Regions from separate parts of the Sus scrofa genome. Here regions 1, 2, 3 and 4 are each linked to region 5. Evidence: chromatin contacts called from public Hi-C, HiChIP or PLAC-seq and promoter capture Hi-C data. All regions are on one chromosome and are shown on one strand. The core of a region is the stretch at or near the end of the contact, and the rest is flanking DNA. Distances in the headings are between cores, read along the strand shown. Region 1 holds the start of ACTR1A (alpha-centractin). Region 2 holds the start of NFKB2 (nuclear factor NF-kappa-B p100 subunit). Region 3 holds the start of FBXL15 (F-box/LRR-repeat protein 15). Region 4 holds the start of KAZALD1 (Kazal type serine peptidase inhibitor domain 1). Region 5 holds the start of MGEA5 (protein O-GlcNAcase).

What was found. Promoter capture Hi-C pulls out the DNA fragments that hold promoters and counts their contacts. A called contact is a pair of places that touch in the nucleus more often than the background predicts. HiChIP or PLAC-seq counts read pairs in DNA pulled down with a chosen protein or histone mark.
Region 1: a contact with region 5 is called in a Hi-C map of liver, with 4 times the contacts expected there. The contact joins the promoter of ACTR1A here to the promoter of MGEA5 in region 5. A contact is called at or near these places in 1 of 47 Hi-C or Micro-C datasets (liver) and 1 of 2 datasets of contacts at active chromatin or transcription factors (alveolar macrophages).
Region 2: a contact with region 5 is called in a Hi-C map of skeletal muscle, with 4 times the contacts expected there. The contact joins the promoter of NFKB2 here to the promoter of MGEA5 in region 5. A contact is called at or near these places in 1 of 5 promoter capture datasets (fetal liver) and 1 of 47 Hi-C or Micro-C datasets (skeletal muscle).
Region 3: a promoter capture Hi-C map of liver shows a contact between it and region 5, with 5 times the contacts expected there. The contact joins the promoter of FBXL15 here to the promoter of MGEA5 in region 5. A contact is called at or near these places in 1 of 5 promoter capture datasets (liver), 1 of 47 Hi-C or Micro-C datasets (liver) and 1 of 2 datasets of contacts at active chromatin or transcription factors (alveolar macrophages).
Region 4: a contact with region 5 is called in an H3K27ac HiChIP or PLAC-seq map of alveolar macrophages. The contact joins the promoter of KAZALD1 here to the promoter of MGEA5 in region 5. A contact is called at or near these places in 1 of 5 promoter capture datasets (fetal liver) and 1 of 2 datasets of contacts at active chromatin or transcription factors (alveolar macrophages).

What each region holds. Positions count from the first base shown.
Region 1 is chr14:113,496,026-113,500,539 of Sscrofa11.1, forward strand. It overlaps ACTR1A (alpha-centractin), which reads right to left and starts at 2,769. Exons shown (of 11, transcript XM_001928877.5): 1 at 2,589-2,769. The coding sequence starts at 2,636. It overlaps SUFU (suppressor of fused homolog), which reads left to right and starts at 3,976. Exons shown (of 14, transcript XM_021072750.1): 1 at 3,976-4,514.
Region 2 is chr14:113,404,480-113,409,130 of Sscrofa11.1, forward strand. It overlaps NFKB2 (nuclear factor NF-kappa-B p100 subunit), which reads left to right and starts at 1,933. Exons shown (of 23, transcript XM_021072746.1): 1 at 1,933-2,054; 2 at 3,313-3,410; 3 at 3,667-3,748; 4 at 3,856-3,896; 5 at 4,135-4,233; 6 at 4,318-4,469. The coding sequence starts at 3,390. LOC106506113 (a long non-coding RNA gene) reads right to left here and starts at 2,952. Exons shown (of 3, transcript XR_001301171.2): 1 at 2,430-2,952.
Region 3 is chr14:113,428,595-113,433,162 of Sscrofa11.1, forward strand. It overlaps FBXL15 (F-box/LRR-repeat protein 15), which reads left to right and starts at 1,575. Exons shown (of 5, transcript XM_021072747.1): 1 at 1,575-1,859; 2 at 3,637-3,767; 3 at 3,941-4,094; 4 at 4,427-4,568. The coding sequence starts at 1,725. It overlaps PSD (PH and SEC7 domain-containing protein 1), which reads right to left and starts at 1,499. Exons shown (of 18, transcript XM_021072740.1): 1 at 973-1,499.
Region 4 is chr14:112,140,881-112,145,547 of Sscrofa11.1, forward strand. It overlaps KAZALD1 (Kazal type serine peptidase inhibitor domain 1), which reads left to right and starts at 1,866. Exons shown (of 5, transcript NM_001244551.1): 1 at 1,866-1,978; 2 at 2,403-2,964; 3 at 4,091-4,251; 4 at 4,332-4,479; 5 at 4,665-4,667. The coding sequence starts at 2,421.
Region 5 is chr14:112,849,852-112,854,682 of Sscrofa11.1, forward strand. It overlaps MGEA5 (protein O-GlcNAcase), which reads right to left and starts at 1,364. Exons shown (of 16, transcript XM_003483548.4): 1 at 727-1,364. The coding sequence starts at 925.

The sequences.
Region 1 (4,514 bases), core at 1,519-4,018, 650 kb after region 5:
ACTAAAGTGCACACACACACAGGCACACCTCCATTTTCCTCATTAAATTCTGATGTATTGGTTTGGTGCCAGAATTGGATGAAAGGAGTGGTCAACAACTGTTTGAAGATTGGGAAGGGCTGTGAACTGATAATAGAATCGTTTCCTCTTTTTCCTGCTCTCTTTGTTCTCTTTTAATTACACTGTCCTTAGCCCAGAAATAAAACTGGCAGCATGGTAAGCTATGTAGCTGGTAAATCTGCTAGAGGCACATTACCCTCATAATATAAAGTTGGCTCAAATAATTCTTCCTCTCCATCTTTCACTTTTTTTTTTTTGGTTTTTGCTTTTTAGGGCCACACCCATGGCATATGGAGGTTTCCAGGCTAGGGGTCAAATTGGAGCCACAGCCACAGCAACGCAGGATCTGAGCCGAGTCTGTGACCTACACCACAGCTAACGGCAACACCAGATCCTTAACCCACTGAGCGAGGCCAGGGATCAAACCTGCAACCTTATGGTTCCTAGTGGGATTCGTTTCCGCTGTGCCACAACGGGAACTCCTCCATCTTTCACTTTGAAACTAAACTAAACTAAACTAAACCCTCTAAATATCAAACAGCAAGAACCACCTGAGGCCCCGAATCTAAATCTGTGACAGAGTTCCAGCTGTGGTGCAGTGGATTAAGAATCCAACTGCGGAGTTCCCGTTCTTCTTTTCCTTTGTAGTGTATTTGTAATGCATCAAAGCAATAGCGAATTTTCAAGATTTTAGGAATAGACTTATTTCTCTGGGAAACCAATAAATCAATTATACCAACAAATCGATCAATTCATAGTCTGGTGAAGGAAACAAACAAAAATCCTCCCTAAAATGAGGTCTCTCACTGAGCTCAACCTCCTTCCTAAAGAGAAGGAAAGCTAACTAACCAAAAAGCATCTTTCATTGGAAAAAATGAGGAATTTAGAACCCAGTCTTAATCTGAGTCTTGGCACCTCAACTCATAACCCAGCTGGTTTGAATACTGTTTGTTATTTAACCTCCCCAAGCCTCATTTTTCTTCATATTTCAATTGGGACTAGTAAGCCCTAACTACCTATCAGAGTTGAAGCCTAAAGAAGATTCAGGAGTTCCTGTCTAGGGAAAACGAATCTGAATAGCATCCATGAGGATGCAGGTTGGATCCCTGGCCTGGCTCAGTGGGTTAAGGATCCGGCTTGCGTGAGCTGTGGTGTAGGTCGCAGATGCAGCTCTGATCCCAGCATTGTCATGGCTGTGGTGTAGGCCAGCAGCTACAGCTCCTATTCAGCCACTAGCCTAGGAACCTCCATCTGCCGCAGGTCGGCCCTAAAAAGACACACACACAAAAGATGATGCAAGTTAAAGGACCTTGCAACGTGCCAAAGATCCCAAGGGCTGAATCAGCAGAGTGAATGTGACAGTCAGCTTAGGACAAAGGAAACTGGCAATTGTGCCTCAATGGAGGGACTTAGAAGAGGAACAGAAAGGTATCAACCCAACCTTTCCGTGGAAAGACAGAAATTCAGTTTTATACAACTGCTTCTCTCCGCCAAAAATAAGAGCAGTATTTAGATTCTTTCCATTTGTCACTATTGATGCACCTGCATGGGTACTAGCAAGAAGAATAGCGGATAAAGCACTGGATTTAGGGCACCACTACTGTGCGACCTTGGGCTCACTTCACCTCTTCGCGCTTCAGTTTTCTCATTCGTAAAACGAGGATCAAACGTCCTGCTTTAACTATCCACCTCAAATTGGTGAGGATCCAATTTGAATGCATGTGAAACCCCTGTGTAAGCGCTACAGCGCCTGGCAAATACGTTTAGTTATTTTTTTTTCCACAGCAACTAGGCGTTTCGAAGAGAAAGGTAACCCCCTACTTGCTTTGTCACTCCCCTTTCTTCTCAACATTTATTAACGTTGTAATTTAAAATCACAGAAATAACTGAAATCCTAAGGCCATTTCTGGCACCACACATTCGAGCCCCACCCAAACATACCGCCAAGCCGCGGGCCCGTCTGGGGACCGAAGGAAGCTTAGCCCTTCTCCACTCCCGGGCGGGCCCTAGCGGGTCAGGCCCCACCACTCCGAGGCCCCGAAACCAATCCCCACGGCCCTCGAGCGCCGCCCCGCCCCTTAAAGGGGGGAAATACTATGGCGGCCGGGAAGAAAGGCAGGAGAGCGAGCCAATCACTGCAGAGGGCTGCCCTCATCCGGCAAGGCCCAGAGGCGGGGTCATTGGCCAAGATGGACAGCCAGAACAGCCTATAGAGTTATCGGAAGCTGGGACGGGGCGGACGCCGGGCTCTCACAGAGAGGTTAAGGCCCCTCTAGCCAGGGGCCCAAGGACCCGGCTCGGACTATAACCCTTCCCTTTATCCATCCCAGGGTTCTCCATCCCATGCTTGATGGCCGGCTGGCCCGCCCTGCCTGTGGATTACGGGTCGGGGGAGGAAGGAGGCGGCGGCGGCTGAACCCGCCTGACAGGCCGGGCCAGTGACAAAGAACCGGCGGCCCAGGCTGAAACCCGGGAAGCGATCCCTTCGAGGAGGAGAGCATAAGTCCCTCTAGGGGGATGCAACTCACGTTGTCGATCACGACAGGCTGGTTGGCGATCACATCGTAGGACTCCATGGCAGAGGAATCTCTCCTTCCGAGGAAGGAACTGCCAGACCGGTCTGCCGCTAACGCCACTGAAACGCATGCGCAGTCTGGCCTCCAGTACCGGACGGCCAGGGAGCGGCCCGACCTCGCTTTCGAAGAACTACAATACCCAGAAGGCTCTGCATTGTATTTAGCTGCTTCGGAGCCCCGCCTAGTGTAAGTGACACGGCATCGCGTTTCCGGCGCACGGTGTGTTGGGCTTTGTAGTCTCTATAGATTAAATAGAAAGGGACGCTGATTGCATTGCCTACCAGAATCTGTAGTCCATTGGGAGGGATTCCCAGTGCCTCCTGAAGTATGTAGTATTTGTCTGTAGTTCGGTTTGGATTGATCAGTAACTTGTGGATGTTTGGCTTTTACAGATCAGTCCTGCCACTCTCCACCACTTCCCCTGGACAACGTAAGGTTGCCATATTTTTATATGGGTCTATAAGACATTAACAAACATATATCATGGAGTTCCCATCGTGGCGCAGTGGTTAACGAATCCGACTAGGAACCATGAGGTTGCGGGTTCGATCCCTGCCCTTGCTCAGTGGGTTAACGATCCAGCGTTGCCGTGAGCTGTGGTGTAGGTCGCAGACGCGGCTCGGATCCCGCGTTGCTGTGGCTCTGGCGTAGGCCGGTGGCTACAGCTCTGATTGGACCCCTAGCCTGGGAACCTCCATATGCCGCGGGAGCGGCCCAAGAAATAGCAACAACAACAACAAAAAAAAAGCCAAAAAAAAAAAAAAAAAAAAAAAAAAAAACAAACATATATCACTATAGCACTCTAATAAAAGTAACTTCTAATACACACAAATACACAGGGAGGAACATATTCAGAGAATAGAGGAAAGTAGTTTAAATTACATAAAATTTGCTTTTGCGGTAAAAGAACATTTTTGTTGATTTTTGCATTTTTTTCCTGGATAGTTGTAATGCAACATGCTAACATTGATCTAAAGACTGGCATTTGGCGCTACTGGTATAGATGATATTTTGGCCATTAAAACGACGTTCATCTTCCAGCTTCAGGAACTGCTCTAGCATATCTTTAATTTTCATAAGGATTCACATTGATGAATGAGAAAATGGAAGCGAAAAGAGGTTCTATTTTTTTCTTCCTTTCTTTTTTTTTTTTTTGGTCTTTTCAGCGCCGCACTCGCGGCATGTGAACGTTCCCAGGCTGGGGGTTGAATTGGAGCTGTAGCTGCCAGCCTATTTCACAGCCACAGCAACCCAGGATCCGAGCCCAGTCTGTGATCTACGCCACAGCTCACGGCAACACCAGATCCTTAACCCACTGACCAAGGTCAGGGATCGAACCCGAGTCCTCATGGATACTAGTCGGGCTCGTTAACCAGTGAGCCACGACGGGAACTCCATCACTGCTTTCTAATTGAGCCCAGTGTCTAGAGTATTTCCTCCCGCCCTTCAAGTTGCAAGGACCCTTTAGTTAATAGTCCTGACCCTTTAGTCAGGATATTTAATCGATCCTAATTTATCTAAGTCCTGTTACTTTCTAGCAGAAATTCAAAATAGATATTTCAACATATGACCCTCGAGTTTGGCGGTGTTGGTGTCAATCTGGTCAATGGACATTCAAAGACGGTAGGAAACATTCAGATTTTTACTGTTAAAACTAATGCTACACGAACGAATGAATCAATCCATTGCCAGATTTGTTTAACAATCCTTCTTAGAGTGACCGCAGAACAATTACAAGCCCTTTACCCACGCACTTCCCAGCGCTTTGGTGCGACCCTAGCACCTCAGAAAGACGCGCCAGCATCTCTATTTAAACCTGAGTTCCTCCTAACACTAGGGGAGGCCAAGAGCTTCGGGACACCCCTTAAACAGGGAGAG
Region 2 (4,651 bases), core at 683-3,182, 560 kb after region 5:
GTGGCATAGGCCAGCGGCTACAGCTCCGATTTCACCCCTAGCCTGGGAACCTCCATATGCCATAGGTGTGGCCCTAGAAAAGAAAAAACAAAAGACTTAAACATAAGACATGTCACCACAAAACACCTAGAAGAGACCACAGGTACAACATTCTCTGACATAAACCATACCAATGTTTTCTTAGGTCAGTATCCCCAGGCAGTAGAAATAAAAGCAGAAATAAAGAAATAGGACCTTACCAAACTTACAAACTTTTGCACAGCAAAGGAAACCATAAACAAAATGAAAAAACAACCCATAGAATGGGAGAAAATATTTGCAAATGATGTGATTGACAATGGCTTAATTTTCAAAATATACAAACAGCTCATACAATTCAATAACAAAAAACAAAACAAAACAAACTCAATCGAAAAATGGGCAGAAGACCTAAACAGACATTTCTCCAAAGAAGCCATATGGATGTCTTTCAATAGGCATGTGAAAAGATGCTCAACATTGCTAATTATTAGAGAAATGTAAATCAAAACTACAATGAGGTACCACCTCACACCGGTCAGAATGGCCATCATTAATAAGTCTACAAATAGTAAATGCTGGAGGTGATGTGGAGAAAAGGGAACCCTCCTACACCTTTGGTAGGAATATAAATTGTTACAACCACTATGGAAAACAGTATGGAGGTTCCTCAGAAAACTAAATACAGAACTCCCATATGATCCAGCAATCCCACTCCTGGACATATATCCAGACAAAGTTTTCATTCAAAAAGATACATGCATATAAAAAAATAAAAGATACATGCACCCCTAGGTTCATTGCAGTACTATTCACAATAGCCAAGACGTGGAAACAACCAAAGTGTCCATCGACATGGATGGATTAAGATGTGGTGCATATATACAATGAAATACTACTCAGCCATAAAAGAGAACGAAATAATACCATTTGCAGCAACATGGATGCAACTAGAAATTCTTATACTAAGTGAAGTAAGTCAGAAAGAGAAAGACAAATACCATATGACATCAATTACGTGGAATCTAAAATATGGCAAATATCTACAAAACAAAAACAGACTCACAGACATAGAGATCAGACCTGTGGTTATCAAGGGGGAGGGAGGAAGCAGTAAGATGGACGAGGAGGGAGTAGCAGACACTGCAAACAGTACAAAAGATAATTTTCTACTCTGGCGAAGTTTGAACTAATTTTGGATGGCTTTTCTATTCTGATATTCCAAATCTCTGTGAATGATGAACAAGGCCTGAGTCTCCCAGATAAACACCTCGTTTCTCTTACCCAACGCGGAGCTCCTGATCAGGTCTGAAAGTTTGCCCCCCACCCCGCAAAAAAAAAAAAAACAAAAAACAAAAAACTTTATAGAACAAGTTTTAGGTCCAGATTGCCTCTTCCAGGGAAGACTGAGATTACGGAGTCTCCTCGAGGCTCCAGAGCGGCCACCAGATGGCGCTCTGGCACCAACTGCAAATCAACTTCCTTCCTCTTCCCCTAACTCTTCCCGGCAGCGGGGCCCCCGCTCGAAGCGAGGGACCAGAGGGCTGGGTCCCTCCAGCTTCCCCTTGGGATTCCCCGGCTTCTGAGGTGGCCAAGCATTAGATGCAACATAAGCTGAGTAGCAGCAGGGGCTGCCAGCCGGCTGGGACAGGCCAGGGTAAGAGAGGAGACCGGAGCCGCGGTCCTCGGCTGGGGAATGGCGCTGGGTCAGCGGATCCCGCAGCAGGCTGGTCCCTAGGACAAAACTCACACCTGATTGAGGGCCATCCTCACTCTCGCTTCGCGCGCTGAGCAAATATTTCCCCTCTAAGGGGCGCGCCTGAGTCACTTGCGATTGGTTACTCGAGTCCGGAGTTAAACTTTCAGCCAATGAAAAACGGCATGGGGAGTGACGCACGGAAACGTCACGGGAATTCCCCCCTCCTGGGGCGGAAAAGGGGCTTTCCCGGCTGGAGTCCTGGTAGCTGGAAAGGTGTCGCGACCCGTCCGGGGTGGGTCGGGCCGGGAGAGAATCCGGAACCTGAGCCGCCGCAGCGGTGAGTGGCCGGGTTCAGACCCCTGGGTGGCAGGACACGGGGAAGGGCGGGAGGAGGACCCTTAGCTGACCGAGCCCAAGGGCTGAAGAGAGGCGTCTGCACACTCACAGAGAGCACGCACACGATCAAGATACACGCATACACACTGATGTCCTTGTATAAAGACAGGCGGGCCGTTTGTTACACCTTCACATATGCCGGCGTGTGCACAGCACTATCCATGCAGACTCGCTCACACAAGGACCCGCAAAACACGCACACCGTGCACAGGTGCCTGGACCCATACCCTTCACGCACAAACTCGAAGATGTGTTCACCTGTGCTCTTACATACATGCTCAGATGTTTCCGCACTGAGAAGTTTAAGGACACTCACCTGTATACGCATGTTCAAGCCATGAACACACAACACGCAAGCACATGGGCCGAAACACACTTGTACACCTATGATGCAGATGCATACATGTATTACACACGGCTTTGGGACTGGGGCGTAGGGCGTAGGCAGCCAGAGTAGGTGCAGTGTGGGAATTAACGGCTGTTGAGATGTTTTCGGGAGGGGTAACAGGGGAGCCCATCCCAAGGAGACCCTTTCCTTCCCCCGCCCCAGGGCCCCAGAGACCAGTTATCCGGGCAGAGCCCCGGGGCCCCTCACTGGGAAGAGCCCCCACCTACAGGCCTTCGGGGAGTAGGCCTTCCTACTGCAGGAATGTCCCCCCAAAAGCCCCCAGGGTGATTCAGCCGTGGCCTCACTCGGGGTAGAAAATCCCAAGGTTGCTCCAGGACGGGGGAGGGAAGGAGGCGGACCTGACCCCGTACTAGGAGCCTCCCCCAGCTTTGAAAGACCCTCCCGTCCCCGGCGCCTGCCCTGGAGGGAGGAGGAAGGGGTGCCCAGCCCCGCGGGACCTTCCCAGCATCTGGTAGCCCCTCGACTTCGCGGAGACGCTGCGGGCGCTAGCAAGCCAACTGAGACCTTGAGCCCCTCCCGTCTCGGGGGCGTGGCCAGTGCGTCATTTCCAGGCCCGCCCCCTCCGGCCCCGCCTCCCCCTGGTATTTTCGGGACTTTCCTAAGCTGTTCTAACTTTCCTGCCCTTCCCCGGCCCAGCCCAGCTCCGGATCTTGCCCTCCACCGGATCTTGCCCGCCACACCCGGACGGGTGGCTGGAGATCAGACCCTCCCCTAAATCCAGGCCCCCCCTTTCCCCCCAACTCCCGTCCTGATCTTTCTCTCCCAACCCCTCCACTCCTCCCCACCTAAGGCGGGCGCCTGAAACTCCGGGGAAACAGCACCCGGCCGGCCGGAGCCACCGGACAGAGCTGGGCCTAGCCCAGAGACATGGACAGTTGCTACGACCCAGTGAGTCACTTTGCCTGGCCCCAAAGCCGGCCGGTTGCCCCCTGTGCCTGTCTGCTTGTCTGCCTGCACCTGTAATGTCCTTAGATTATCTCAGCCTGCCTGTCAGTTACCTCTGTCTGCAAACTGCTTCCAATAGGAGTTTTCTTTTATGGGCCTGGGGAGGAGGAGTGATTATGGAGGGCTTGGAGAGCTGAGAGCTGGAGGGCCCCGAGAGTGGCTCAGAATCAGATGCTACCCCAGTCTGTCTCCACAGCAGAGTCTGCCTGGCATCATCGAATATGATGATTTCAAATTCAACCCGTCCATTGTGGAGCCCAAGGAGCCGGCCCCAGAGACAGGTTAGTAAGTCCCCCGACCTCCCCTTGTCTTGGAGGGAGGAACATGTGCCCTCTGCCTTGGGAATGGACTCAGAAGTCCTGGCTCAACAAAGTCCCTCTGTCCCCAGCTGATGGCCCCTACCTGGTGATCGTGGAACAGCCTAAGCAGGTGAGTGAAAGAGATGGCATGGAATGGTTTCAGCTTTGGGGGCAAGTGGGATAGTTGGGTGGCCATGGTGACCACAGACCCACTTGGGTTGAGGTGGTTGGTTGCTGCTGATCACAGCAGTATGGTTGTGAATTCAGGATAGATACATGCAATTATTATGGTCACTGCTGGCTGGTAGCAGGGGAGGGGGGTTTGGGGGCCTCATGGTCACAATGTCACTCTGCCCTGGCACCTTCAGCGAGGCTTCCGATTCCGATATGGCTGCGAAGGCCCTTCCCATGGAGGACTGCCAGGTGCCTCTAGTGAGAAGGGCCGGAAGACTTATCCCACTGTCAAGGTGAGCCTGGATGGTGCTGGGGGGGGCAGGGGTGACTCGTGGACAATGTCCATAAACATTACTGACAGCCCTCACCCCTCACAGATCTGTAACTATGAGGGACCAGCGAAGATCGAGGTGGACCTGGTAACACACAGTGACCCGCCTCGTGCTCATGCCCACAGCCTGGTGGGCAAGCAGTGCTCGGAGCTGGGGGTCTGCGCAGTGTCTGTGGGGCCCAAGGACATGACTGCCCAGTAGGTGCCCCATACCCTTGGCTCCCAATGGCATGCCCCCTCATTGCTTGTCCCAGTCCTAGGCCCTGGCCCACCTCTGTGAGCTTAGTGTCTGACCAAGGGGAGAGACTGCAGCTGGCCCCAGAACCCAAAGCCCCAAGTAAAAACTAGAAAAGCTTCCTAGAGAAGTAGGGCTGAGCTGA
Region 3 (4,568 bases), core at 325-2,824, 580 kb after region 5:
GGGCCTGGAGCATCACCCTGGGAGGAGAGAGGAAGCTATTTCAGAAGTCGAGTAAGCTCTGTGGCATTTTGGAATTACTGCTGGTGGGGGAGGGGGGAAGGCTGCTACCCCACCCTTGGGACTGGGAGTATCAGCCAGCCATGATCATCCTACAGCCATGAACCCCTCATAGTCTCTCTTAGGGAAGCCCCTCACTCAGGGGGGAGAGAATTCAGGCCTCCTGGAAGAAGAGGGAGTGTATATAGGGACATGAGGGGCTGAGAGGCACAGGTGAAAGAGAGAAGAAAGGCCTGATATATATGTGCTGAATGGGAAAGAGACATTCTTGTTCTCCATACAGGTGCCCACACGCACACACACGTAAAGACAAAATAATGTCAGTACACAGTTAAACACATTCATAGGCAACACCCTCCAGCACACACAGACACAAGCACACACATTGCTCAAAGACACACCCTCATATACTCTCACAGTCATAACAAATATGTGTGTAATGGAAAGGCACATGCTTGTTTTACACACACAGTGTCATCAAAGAAGAACACACAAAGAGATACCCAAATATACACACAAGCCCTCCTTCTCCAAGGCACACAGAGACACATGCATATCAGATACTCACAGAGAGCTACTGGGCACAATCACACAGAAATATAGATGCACACTCATATATTTAAGCAGGGACATAGACCCTCTCCCCTAACCCCAACAGTCACCAGTCTATGGAGGGGAAGGCTGCCTCAGACCCTTCTCCCTTTCTCTCCCCCTCACTCCCCCCGGTCCCCGGGGTCGGAATGACAGATTTTGTCCAGACCAGGAGGGACGGTAAAGGGGTAAAGGGGCCTCTGGCGTCAATGCAGGGTAGGGGCAGAGGTCAGGAGCAGCAACTCTGTCAGGCAGGTTCCTGAAGCTCAATCAGGCCCCAGCGCGCCCCCCAGTGCAGCCTTGGACGAGCCGCGTTGTACTCACCGCTGCTCGCCTGGAGCTGGGGCCGAGGAGAGGCAGGGGAGAGGCTGGGCCCAGCCTAGCTGTGAAGGCAGCACGGCTCCTGCTTGCTCCTGCTTGCTCCAGGCCCGCCCGCCTCTCAGTCCCTCCTCCTACCCCCTACGCGCGGCTCAGGCAGAGCTAATCCCCCCACCCACCCACCCACCCGCCGCCCTCTCCCCGGGGGCCCTGAGCCCTGAGCCCCGGAGACTGTCCTCCTTCACGATGCTAGATCTCCGCTGGGCTCTCCCGCCAACCTGAGACCCGCCCCTGACGAGGGGGAGGTGGTATGGAACCTCCGGTTTCTTCTCCAGATCCTCACATGCCCAACCCCAATGGTGTCCACATCTCTCTTGTCCACCACCCCCTGAACAGCACGCAGACCCAGCTGCACACGCGTGTCCCGCTCAAGACCCCATTGCGTGTCCCTAGGAGGTTGCCACATGACCTGTTACATGCCACACGCGCTCCCGCCCCCACGGGCACGCGGCCGCGCCAGCACACCGTACGATGTAGACTGGACCCGCCCCCTAAATCCAGAAGACCATCAACTTATGGAAGAAAGATCTAGGGAACACCGCCTCAAAACCTCCGAAGGTTCTGAGTCTAGGACCCAGGAGACAACCTGACCACTCGCCCGGGATGCAGCAGGAAGGACGTTAGTCAGACTTCAGAAAGAACTTCCTTGCTGCCTGAGTTAGGCATCCCGCCCGTGTAGGGGTAAGAGATTAGAAGGAATGACGCCTGGACTAGAGGAAGTGAGAAACAACCCTTGTGCCCTTGGCCAAGGTAGAAGCGGCCCAGCTATTTTAAGAAAGCACCGCCAGAGTTACTATAGCAACTGCTCTCCTTGCGAACTCCAAGACAGACAGGTGGTGATCCTGGAAGGAAAAAAGGGGTCTGTTCGGGCGGTCAAGGGGCGCGAGAACGTGCGAGGCGGGGGCGCGCGGGGCTCACCGCGGGGAGGGGAGGCGCGGGCTCCGCGTGGTGCTGAAGGGGACAGCGCCCGATTTGTCGCACTGCGCAGGCGCAGGAGCGCTAACAAAGCGGGGAGGGGAAGGAGGCGCGCGGCCCTAGGTGGTGCGCGCTCACTTGACTCAATCTTAGCAAAGATTTGTTCCTTCAGCCACCCTTCCCCAGGCAGTCGGAGGAAAACAGAGCGAGTCCTTTACCTAAGCTGACCCTCCTTTGTCCTTTCCCTTTGCTGTTTACTCTCTTCTCGCAGCATGTGGATGGGCGGGGTGGGGGAGGGTAGAGGAGTGTGAAAGGGATTCGGGGAAAACCAGGATGCCAGAATTCTCTCTCTCGACTCTCTTGGCCCCGGACAAGGCGCTTCCTCTCCAGGACCTCGATTTCATCTTTAAAGTGGAATGATAGAACAGACCTGCCCACCTTGCACAGGCGCCCAAAGTCCTTATGAGATAATGGATGGGAAGCAGTTTTCGTTATAAAGGGACAGGTGGGAGTTCCCGTCGTGGCGCAGTGGTTAACGAATCCGACTAGGAACCATGAGGTTGCGGGTTCGGTCCCTGCCCTTGCTCAGTGGGTTAACGATCCGGCATTGCCGTGAGCTGTGGTGTAGGTTGCAGAGGCGGCTCGGATCCCGCGTTGATCCCGCGTTGCTGTGGCTCTGGCGTAGACTGGCAGCTACAGCTCCATTTAGACCCCTAGCCTAGGAACCTCCATATGCCGCGGGAGCGGCCCAAGAAATGGCAAAAAGACCCCAAAAAAAAAAAAAAAAGGGACAGGTGAAGGGCTGCGCGAAGGGAGAGGGCAATCCTGCTGGGGGCAGGGGTGGGAGAACTCTGAGAGAGAGTAGTATCCCTCGGCGTCCTTCACACCCTCCCCTCAAATGGATGATGGGGAAAGCACTGGTCCAGGAATTCCCTGGAGCGGACCCTGGAACTAGAATCTGGGGACTCGGTGAGAGTGCGGCCCGGAGATTGAGCCCAGAGCTCTGGGGCGGTCACTGCCCCAAGGCGGGTCCAGCCTCAGATCCTACAACTAAGAGGAGCAGCATTCCTGGCGGGCTGAACTGAGCATTCGTTCTCAGGACTCTAGACCTCTTGAGTAAAGGAAAGAGACCTAGCTGGAGATATAGTCCCTATAGCCCTTCTTGCCTCCTACATCTCTCTCCCCAAGGTGTAAACCCATTCCAAATCTTTCAGGAGTGGAAGGGGCTGGATAGCTCTGTACTTCAGAATTAGCCAGGATGGGAGGTTTGGGCAAGTTTGCTTGATGAAAGAAGGAAAATTCTAGCTTTGCTCATTCAACTCACTGGACATTCACTACATGCCAGAGACAGGATAGTTTCTTTCCGTTTTTCAAACTCACTAAAGGCGACCAGAGGGCAGAGAATGTAGGGCCCAGAACCTTGGAGTCCTGGCCCCGCCCCTTCTACGTTTGGCTCTGCCTGCTCCTCCCATCACTTTACTTAGAGGCGGCCACTGGCCCAAAACAAAAAAAGAAGCCAGCTCTGCTGCACCATCGCGTGCTTCAGCCTCGGGTCTCAAGCCCTGTAGCGGATAAGGCGAGGTCTAACGTTACACCACCAGTCTGTTCCGCCTTCAGTTTCGGGATCCATCCGGAACGCTTTCAAACAGGATCCTCAGTGAGCCGGCACTCGATTGAATCGGTCTGTCTCTACAGCCCAAGGAGGCGGGTTCGCTGCGGCCTCTCCAAGGCCAAAGCAAGAAGACCTTGCTGCGCACGCGCAGTAGACAGCCGATGGAGCCACCGATGGAGCCGTCCGGAGGGGAGCAAGAGCCCGGAGCCGTCAGGTACCGAGCACCGGAGGGGCCGAGAGAAGGAAGAAGGACCTGGGGGAGGGGAGCTGAACCAAGGCCGGGTCTGGGGATCACCTTTAGGAGCCAGGGCTCAGAAGCATAACGGAGGCGGATTCACAGGTAACAGCGGCCCGGGGACGCCGCCGCCAACGCCCCTTTACCCGCAGGCTCCTGGACCTGCCCTGGGAAGATGTGCTGCTCCCACACGTCCTCAGCCGGGTGCCGCTGCGCCAGCTGCTCCGACTACAGCGCGTCAGCCGGGCTTTCCGGGCGCTAGTGCAGCTGCACCTGGCCGGGCTGCGCCGTTTCGACGCCGCTCAGGTGAGGAGCCAGAGCCCCGCCCCTTCTGGGTACCGCCTCCGCCCCGCCTCCAGCCCAGCCCCCAACCCCCTGCCCCTACCCCTGAACCCCCGCCCCCAGCCCCGCTGCCTTCCGTTCTGGACCCCCCTTGGGCCTCCGGGAATGCCCAGGAAGAGATCCACCTAGCGAGGAGGGCAAGTACTGGGAATCAGCTTAGAGGGCGCGTAGGGTCTCTATTGGGAGGGTAGGTGGCAAGCCCGAGGGAGACCTGCTGCCGTGGAAGAACTCAGGGGCGGATAGGCTGCGCCAGCCCACGAGACCATCTGAAAGTCGAGATGCCTCCCCGCCCGCAGGTGGGTCCGCAGATCCCCCGGGCCGCATTGGCCTGGCTGCTGCGGGATGCCGAGGGGCTGCAGGAGCTGGCGCTGGCGCCGTGTCACGAATGGCTGTCCGACGAGGATCTGGTACCCGTGCTGGCTCGAAATCCGCAGCTGC
Region 4 (4,667 bases), core at 616-3,115, 710 kb before region 5:
TTTGCTACTTAAATATTGGCTGCTGGTTTTAGAAGCTGGTAACTATTCATTAAGAGATACCGGACATTGATCTCCCTCCCGGAATTTGTAAGTCAGAGCCAGACTTGTCCTTGGGTGGCTCCATTAGTCAGCTCTGCAATTTCTTTTATTTCCTTCCTTCCTTTCCTTCCCCCTTCCTTCCGGTGCGGCATACGGAGGTTCCCAGGCTAGGGGTCGAATCCGAGCTGTAGCCGCCGGCCTACGCCACAGCAACAGCAACGCCAGGTCCGAGCTGCGTCTGAGACCTACACCACAGCTCACAGCAAGCCAGGATCCTTAACCCACTGACGGAGGCCAGGGATCGAACCTGCGTCCTCATGGATGCTAGTCAGATTACTTTCCGCTGGGCCACTATGGGATCTCCCAGCTCTGCGAGCTCAAGTACTCCCCGCCCACACGCACACACATACACAGTTTTTTTTTCAGGGTTTCTCGCAGTTCTGTTACACTTCTCTTCTGCCCTGGGTCAACACTTCAGTGGCCCACAGAGCCAAAGAATTACAACTACCAGTCACACCTGGCTCCGCCCATTCTTTTTCCGGTTTAAAACTCGCGGGCTTTTCCTGTTCTGAATTCCTAGACTTCCTGTTCTGATTCTCGCGATGGTTACCAGACCTCGCGTGAAGTTTGCTTCTTGAACTTCTGCAGCGTTTTAGAGACGTGGGTGGTTTCATATCTGCCTACGCACCCTTCTCAGCAGAGGCCCTCTGGTTAGGAGTGGAGTGTTCGCGACTATGGCTCCCCTAAATGAAAGGGCTTGGTTGCTTTCAGGTGCGGAGGGAGAGTAAAGGACCGGTTCTGAGAGTTCGTCTACCCGGGCACCCGGTGCGCATGCGGAGCCTGGGCGTCCCAGAGGCCGAGGCCCAGCCCCCAACTTTGGGACTGGTGAAGAGGTCCATACCCAAGCAGCTCCACTTGGGGCCAGGTCTCTCTGGACCGAACCTGACTGAATACCGTCCCCTCCCTGGCTGCATATCTCAGTTTCCGCCCCCTACAAACTGGACTGCAGCGCGGCTTCAGTAAGCCGCTTCGGGCAGGCCTGGGCGGGGCTTGGTCTGACAGACCCCCGGTAAGGCGGGCGGGCTTTCAGGAATGCTCTCCTCCCCGCCCCTAGCTCAAAGCGCCACGGTGGCGCTGGTGGCGGCCGGGAGACCGAATACCTCTGGCTCGGCCAGTCTCGCAGACATAACCTGTAATTCCGACCCAGCGCGCTGCCCACTGGGGAGGCGCCCCGCCCACCTCTCTTTGCGGCCGCTAGTCGGCTCGGACCTCTAATCACCCGACTCCTCCGTGGGTTGAAGGATTGAAGCACCTGCCGGATGTGGGCAGGGAGAAGTAAGCGCTGAGTCTCTGGTCGGCGACTTGGTGGAGAAGTGGGATGGACAAACCTGCAGTCACCCCTGGGAAGCCGGCCCTGGGCTGCCAGGAGACGACGTTGTTTGGCCCTGCCATCCAGGAGCGCCCGACTTGGCATTCTCGTTCCTACCGCCTCCCTATTATGCAGCTGCTCTAGAGAATGAGACTAAAGTCAGATGGGACAGGACCTAGCTTTTCAGCCAACTCTAGCTTCCCAGCTACCCCCCCCCCCACTACCAACCTTCACTCCACCCCGTCTCTAGCGTTTCCCAGCTTGGGTGTCCGGTTACTTCTCTGTTCTTACTGTGACTTTGGCCCAGGCTAGGAGGATGTGGCCCAAGAGGGTCCCGTGCGGCTGCATAAAATTGGCAGCTTCAGAACTAGGGGAGAGGGTGGGGTGTGCGACGTTGAAGGGCGGGGAGAGGGGGCGGAGGAGCTGCTTTCTGAGTGCAAGTCCGTGGGCTCTGTCAGAGATCCTCAAGTCAGAGCAGAGGTGGCTGGCGGGCCCACCGATTCCTTCCTATTGCCTGCGTTTTCGGACGGGACTCACAGCTGCTCTGAAGGGCTTAGTCCGGGACACTAGGTGAGCGCTCTGGGCCCTAGGGCATTACCCCCCCACACTCCCCCCAACAATGCACCCTTCCTGACGTTCTGCCTTTATTAAGGACTAATTGATCCTGAGGCCATCCACCTCTAGGGCAGGAAGCTTCAGAGTTAGATGGTTAGTGGTGGTGGTGGTGGTGCGTGTGTGTGTGTGTGTGTGTGTGTGCGCGCGCGCGCCTGGACTTTATCACTCCCTCCTCGCACCTCTCCCCAACCCCCAAGAACAGCCCAGTCAGTAACCACTCAGCAGAACTGGTGGGTCATTGTAAGGGTCACTGTGCCTCTGTGTCCGGGATCTACTTGACTTCGAGGTAGCAGGGGAGGGATCAGTGCTAGGGTCCAGCATGGTACGAGGAACAGTGAGGTTGCTTCTGACCTTCTGACCTGGCTTCCCTCCCTGGCAGGGTGCCACGCACGCGCTGATGCCCCGAGTGCTCGCAGGCCTTCCACTAATCATGCCACAGTCGCCCGCAGCTGCCTTGGCTCTGCCCCTGCTGCTGCTGCTGGTGGTGGTGGTGGTGCGGCCGCCCCCACAGACTGGCGCGCGGCCGTCCCCGGGCCCCGATTATCTGAGGCGCGGGTGGCTGCGCCTGCTGGCGGAGGGTGAGGGCTGTGCTCCCTGCCGGCCAGAAGAGTGCGCCACGCCGCGGGGCTGCCTGGCCGGCCAGGTGCACGACGCATGCGGCTGCTGTTGGGAATGTGCCAACCTCGAGGGCCAGCTCTGCGACCTGGACCCCAGCGCCCACTTCTACGGAAGCTGCGGTGAGCAGCTTGAGTGCCGGTTGGACACAGGCGGCGACCTGAGCCGCGGAGAGGTGCCCGAGCCGCTGTGTGCCTGCCGCTCGCAGCGCCCGCTCTGTGGTTCCGACGGCCGCACCTACGCGCAGATCTGCCGCCTGCAGGAGGCGGCCCGCGCTCGGCCGGAAGCCAACCTCACCGTGGCGCACCCAGGGCCCTGTGAATCGGGTATGCACGGCCCCGGGCCCAGACCCCCGGCACTGGGAGTTCCTCGAGGTATTGGTCTCTGGCCAGTAGAGCGAAAAGAGGAGGCCAGAGAGCCCTCAAGTCCATTGTAAGAGGCTGCTCTCTGGGCTGGTCCCCAGAGACCACCGCCTGAAGGTGCTGGTCCTGCGCTTTGTCGATAAGATATGTGCGCTGAGGTGCATAAAAGCTTCAGACCCGGCTGGCAGAGACCAACCCTCTGAGGGAACAGGCACATAGCCAATGCTTAGCCTCAAAATTGAGACAGTGAAGAGACTCTCAGTCTTTGCCCAGATGCTAGAATCCAGGCAGGGAGGCTTGGGTTTCTGTGAAATGCAATCAGGTTTCATTTGGCCAGCTTCATCCAGGGAGTACTTAGTTAACCCAGTCTCCTGGCTTCTTTCCATGCTCCCCCTTCCTCTGCATTTAGGGATTAGTGAAGGAGGGGCTTTGCTAGCTCCCATTCTCCCATCCCAGGGGGCTTAAGGCCATTCCAGCCTCAAGTTTTCTTTGGCGGCTTCAGTAACCTCCTCTTCCTTGGAGGGGGTCTGGCTTGGCTGGTGCTGCTGAGCAAACAAATGTCCTGCAGGAGTGAGGGGGATGTCCCACTGCTTTTCCTACAATTCCGGGCTGTCTGCCTGCTGCCCAGATTGGTTTCAGGGTCTCTGCCTTTGCCACATAGACCTCCTCTCCTACGGGTGGGATGGGGACGGGCTGCTCTTTGGACCTGGGGCAATAGGACCTCCTTAGGGAAGGGTGGATGTGGGAGGTGTCAGTTACAAGTACAGCAGGATAGGGGCCTAGAGGGTGGAATGAGGACAGGGGAGCAATCAGGGACAGAGTGTGGCTGCCAAGCTGAGCTGGGGGTCATTGTGCTTTGTGCATCTTGTCTGTAGGAACATTTTAATGTCTGTGTTCCTCCCCTTGTGTGTACCTGAAGCTACATTTGTACATACCTGTGTGTACATGCCATGTTGTTTTTATGAATGTGTGTGTACCTCAGCATACATTGTATTCCTTCACACCAACATGTTCAAAGTGGTTTGTATATGAGGTCCTTGCTGGTCTGGATGGGCTATTCTGTTCTCAGGCCTCCCTCCTCCACCCCCAGGGCCCCAGATTGTGTCGCGCCCATATGACATTTGGAATGTGACTGGGCAGGATGTGATCTTTGGCTGTGAGGTGTTTGCCTACCCCATGGCCTCCATTGAGTGGAGAAAAGACGGCTTGGACATTCAGCTGCCGGGGGATGACCCCCACATCTCTGTGCAGGTAGGGGCAGAGAGCAGAGGCCTCCTTGGGGCAGCCCAGGGCTCCCTCAGAAGGATACTGCTGACTCCTCCTGGCTCCAGTTTAGGGGCGGACCCCAGAGGTTTGAGGTGACAGGCTGGCTGCAGATCCAGGCTGTGCGTCCCAGCGATGAGGGCACCTACCGCTGCCTGGCCCGCAATGCCCTAGGCCAGGTTGAGGCCCCAGCTAGCCTGACAGTGCTCACACCAGGTAAGGGGGAGCCCTGAGCTCTGGGGGCTGAGGGGTGGGGTTGGATTGGGGCCCTTGAATGTGTGTCTGTGTGTGTATGTGCAGGTGGGTACACACACAGGCATGGCTTTCTCACAGACTGGGATACATAGACACTGACGGCCCCTCTTTCCTATTTTCTCTCCTTTGCCCACATGTGTTTGCAGACC
Region 5 (4,831 bases), core at 114-2,613:
GAAGAAAAGTCCATCATTCTTTTTAAAGGGAAATGGAAAGGAATAAGGTGAGAAGGGCAATTTTAAATCTCCTCTGCAGTCACTAAACCAAAATTCTGTTATCTCAGATATTATTAAAATCAAAGCTTCATCCTTCAGAGGCAAGGCACAGCAGCTGGCAAATGGCAGCTTTCTAGGCTGCAAATAAATCTCCAAAGCGTGAGGGGTAGAGACTGGCCAGCAAAGCTCTAACCAAAAAGCAATGTGTAAAACTATATAACCCAACGGTGCTTCTCTTCCCTCCACGACAACTATCACACCTGTACGGGTAGTCTTTTTCCCAAAGGGTGGGGACAGCAACACTATACACGTCTTTCCGTGTGAACCCAAACCATCGTAGGGAATAAGATCCCAAGATACAAAGATGTATATATAACTCAGAGCCTAAGACTAGGCTCCTTACGCCGCCTCCGTTGGAGCATGCCTGGCTCCAAGCCCAAAGCGGGTGGGGTCAGAATTGTTAATAGCCAGAGGGCAACTCGACGCCGCCTGAGAACCCGAGACCAGCTCTCCGTCTCCCCTCTCCCCTCGTTTCAGCAAGGTCACATTTCAGATCCAAAGAATAATCTCCTTTTAGAGCCCCCTCTAAAACACTGCCGCCACCTGCCTCACGAGAAAAGAACGTGTTAGAACTAGAGCGAAGAGGGAGGAAGGGCGCTCTTGCCCAGCCCGCGCCAGACCGCTCACCTTCCACCACGCCACATAGGAACCTCCGAGCCCCGCCTGCCGCCCCGGCCACCACGGCTCCCCCGGCCCCGGTTGGATTGTCTTCTCCGGGGGCTGGAGCTGCAGGCGGCTCCAACGATGACCCCGCGGAGGCGGCAGGATTGGAGTTGAGCTCGCTCTCCCGTTCCTCCAGCGCCGCCTGGCTCTCCTTCTGCACCATCCTCCTGCCCCTGGCCGCCGCCACCTCTGCAGGTCCTCCTCGGCCTCCGTCCGTTGGGCCGCCGGCCCGGAGCCCTACAGAGGGCCTCGGCTCCAAGCGCGCGCCCCTCCGGTTCCTTCCCCTCCCCCCCTCTGCCCTTCCCCCTCCCTCTCCGCAGAGACCCGAATGCCCGGATGAGAAGGGCGGCGGCACCAGCGCGAGCCCTTTGTCAGCCGCTGCCTCAGCCTAAACTGGCGAGTCGGAAACCTAAGCGGAGAACGAAGCCGCGACCTCTCGTTCCCTGGACCAAGGCCCCTTTTCTCGTTCTCAGTTAGCTTCCGACGCCCTTCGGATAATCCTAGTTCTTTCGCTACCTCCTCCCGAAGCCCCTGTGTCTCCTCTGCCGCCGCCTATACCACCCGCTTCCTGTTTATCCGCACTGCGCCTGCGCTGGAGACCGGCTCAGACCGGTCCCTTCAGCCCGGATCCCCCTCCTTCTTTTGGGCCAGCCTATTGAGCTCCATTCGGTAGGGGGAAGTGGAACAGAAAAGACACCAAAAGCAGAAGGTAATGAAGGTAGTGGAATGTACCATTTAGGCTAGCCACCCTCCAGAACGAGCCAGGCGCCCTGGAACGGACCATTACCCCACCCGAAGAAGGGGAGTATGGGAGGAGGCTGCACCCGGTCGGGGCAATAAGACCAGGGCGGGGCGGGGGTGGGGGAAGAAGGTGGAAAAAAAAAAAAAAAGTGTTTACTCTCTCAATGCGCAGGCGCGGAAACGAAGCCTCTGGTTCTTAAAGAGATAGAAAGAAACTGACCTATTTTCTACAGATATTCTTCTAATGAGTTGGCTCATTACATCAACCCGACCCAGACTCGGTTTTGTGAAGACAGCACTCCAAGAAGCTCAGCTCACCCCTCTGCCTTGAAACATTTCCCCCTTCAGGTTGGCACTGACCCCTTTTAAAAATTAGATCATTCGTTCATTCCTTCATTCGGCAGACACCAATTGAGCTTGCCTCATGCTGGCCTCTTGGGCTCCTGTGAGCTCACAATTTGGTGGTACAGGCAAACGAGTACACACACTGTCTCCACACGTTGTACCCAAGTGATGTGGAAACTCCGAGAAGAGACCAATTTCATCTTCCTTTTGGGGAGAGGCAGTGGCCATGGCTTCACTTTTGAGCTGGGTCAAAAAGGATAAATAGGAGTTAGCCAGACCGAGTTGGGGTGAAGAGAAGAGAAAAGGGCACTCTAGGCATGTGGAAGAGAGTACAAGTGTAGGGAGGGGGAAAAAGGCCTGGCCCTTTGGGAAATGGGGAGTGTGGAGTGTGTGTAAGGGAGAAGTGAGGGCCCTTGGGCCTCAGTATAAACATCGTTTCCTTGGGAAAGCCTTCCCTCAACCCTCAGTGGGCTTGGGTCCCCTTGCTATATTTCTCAGCTCCCTTTGGTTCCGTCATAATGCACTTGATTTGAGAGAGCTGCAGCAACATGCGAGGTATAAATGTGAAATAAGCTCTCGATCTGATTATTAAGACTTGGTATTATTGTTCATCTTATACTTCAGTCTCACGCTAGACTCCTCCAGGGGTAGCCCAACTTGTAGCTCCACAGAGTCTTACAGTCTCTCTTCTTTTTCTTCCTAAAGTGTTGAGATGGAGGTTAGGAGCAAACATTTTCTCAGGGGATCTCCTGTGATGACACCTTGGGGCCATAGTAACTTCACTGGATATAATGGTCCTTTGGGGGATCTGGAAATTATCATTCTAGCTCACCCCACCTCCCTCAGTCTCATGACACCTTCCTCTTTGCTTCACATCTCACACTATGGCAACTGCTAGCAAGTCATCATCCACAACTTTATCTACTCTCCATAGTCCACACTCTGGGGTCTATGACCTGAGCATACCTTCTCAAACTTTCAAGGGCAGTTCTGGCCACACACTCTCTCTCTGTACCACACGTCTACCCCCCAGCACCTACAACAGGAACCAGAGCTTAGTAGGCCTATGATAAATACTTGTGCAATGGATGAGATAGGGTCCTGCTCTCACAAAGAGGAACCAGAGCTTAGTAGGCCTATGATAAATATTTGTGGAATGAATGAGATAGGGTTCTGCTCTCTCTTACATTCTGGTTGGAGAAACAGACAATAACAAATTCAGTACATACACAGGAACTCAGTTTGCGTTAATGCTGTGAAGGGAGGAAATCTACCAATATGGTAAAAAGTAATCACACAATCAATTTTTTTTTTTTTTTTTTTGGTCTTTTTGCCTTTTCTAGGGCCGCTTCCTGCAGCATATGGAGATTCCCAGGCTAGGGGTCGAATCGGAGCTGCAGCTGCCTGTCTATGCCAGAGCCACAGCAACCTGGGATCCAAGCCACATCTTCGACCTACACCACAGCTCACAGCAACGCCGGATCCTTAACCCACTGAACAAGGTCAAGGATCGAACCCGAAACTTCATGGTTTCTAGTCGGATTCGTTAACCACTGCACCACGACGGGAACTCCCAAGGAGGGTCTACTTCAGATAGAAGAATAAGTATAAGTAGTAACTAGGTAAGCAGTGATAGTGGCTTGGACAAGGGAACAGCAGTGGTGAGAGGTGGTGCACCTTTGGTGGGAGAGTTGATGATTGATTAAAGGTGAATAGAGGGAGAGGGAGAGGAAAAAAGGAAGACCCCTAAATTCTGACCTGAGCAACTAGGTAGATGGTGTAATTAACTGAGATGGGGAAAAGCAGGAAGTCATGAATCAGAGCTGCATTTTGATCATGTTAAGCATGACCATTATAGATCCACATGAATATGTCAAACAGGCAACTGGATATATGTGTCTTGGAGCTCAGAGGAGAATTCTGGGAATATAAGCTTAGGATTCCCCTGCATATAGTTGGTGTCTAAAGCCATGGGGTTGGATGTGATTTGGAGAAGAGGCCCCGGCCTGAGCTGTGGGGCACGGTGTTTAGTATTCCAGTTGAGAAGGATGAGTCATCAAGGAAGGGCTGAGAAGGGATGGCCAGAAAAGTAAGAGGAAAACCAGGAGAGTATGAAATACTGGAAGGTAAAAAACAGAAGAGGATTTTGAGATAGAGCAGCTAACAACATTCTGTATCCAACCAATGGCCAGAAAAAATGATCCGAATGCCAAACTCCCATTTCTTATCTTCTGGTTTCCATTTTTCTGCCCTGGCTCTGGAGTATTTCTCACCTCCCTAGAAATTATCAATTTCAGACTTCAACTTCCCTTAAGCTTGGATCTAACTTAAAATATAGAGGTTGTCTCCATACCTAACCCAGTTATATACTCACACTCCCCATGGCCATTTATCCAAATACAATTATTCATACAATCATAGAATGCCTGTTATGTGCCAGGCTCCAGGAAAAGATGGGTATAGTTCCCTGGTGGTCTGGTGGTTAGGCTTCAGTGCTTTCACTGCTGTGGCCTGGGTTCAATCCCTGATCTGGGAACTGAGATCGCATATCAAGCTGCTGCATGCTGGCCAAAAAAACCCCAAAAAGATGGTTAGGGAGGAAAAAAAAAAACTTAGTCTAGACACCAAGGAGCCTTCAAGAGCTTATAATGTATCAAAAAAGACAAATAATCACTCAAATAAATATATGGTTTAGAATCCAACTAGTATCCAAGAGGACGCAAGTTTGATCCCTGGCCTTGCTCAGTGGGTTAAGGATCCAGCATTGCTGTGAGCTTTGGCATAGGTTGCAGAAGCAGATCAAATCTGGCATTGCTGTGGCTGTGGTGTGGGCCAGCGGCTACAGCTCTGATTTGACCCCTAGCCTGGGAACCTAGGTATGCTGGGGGTGTGGCCCTAAAAAGACAAAATAATGATAATAATAATAATACAAATGAACTAATTTACAAAACAAACAGAAGTACAGACTTCAAAAACAAAATTA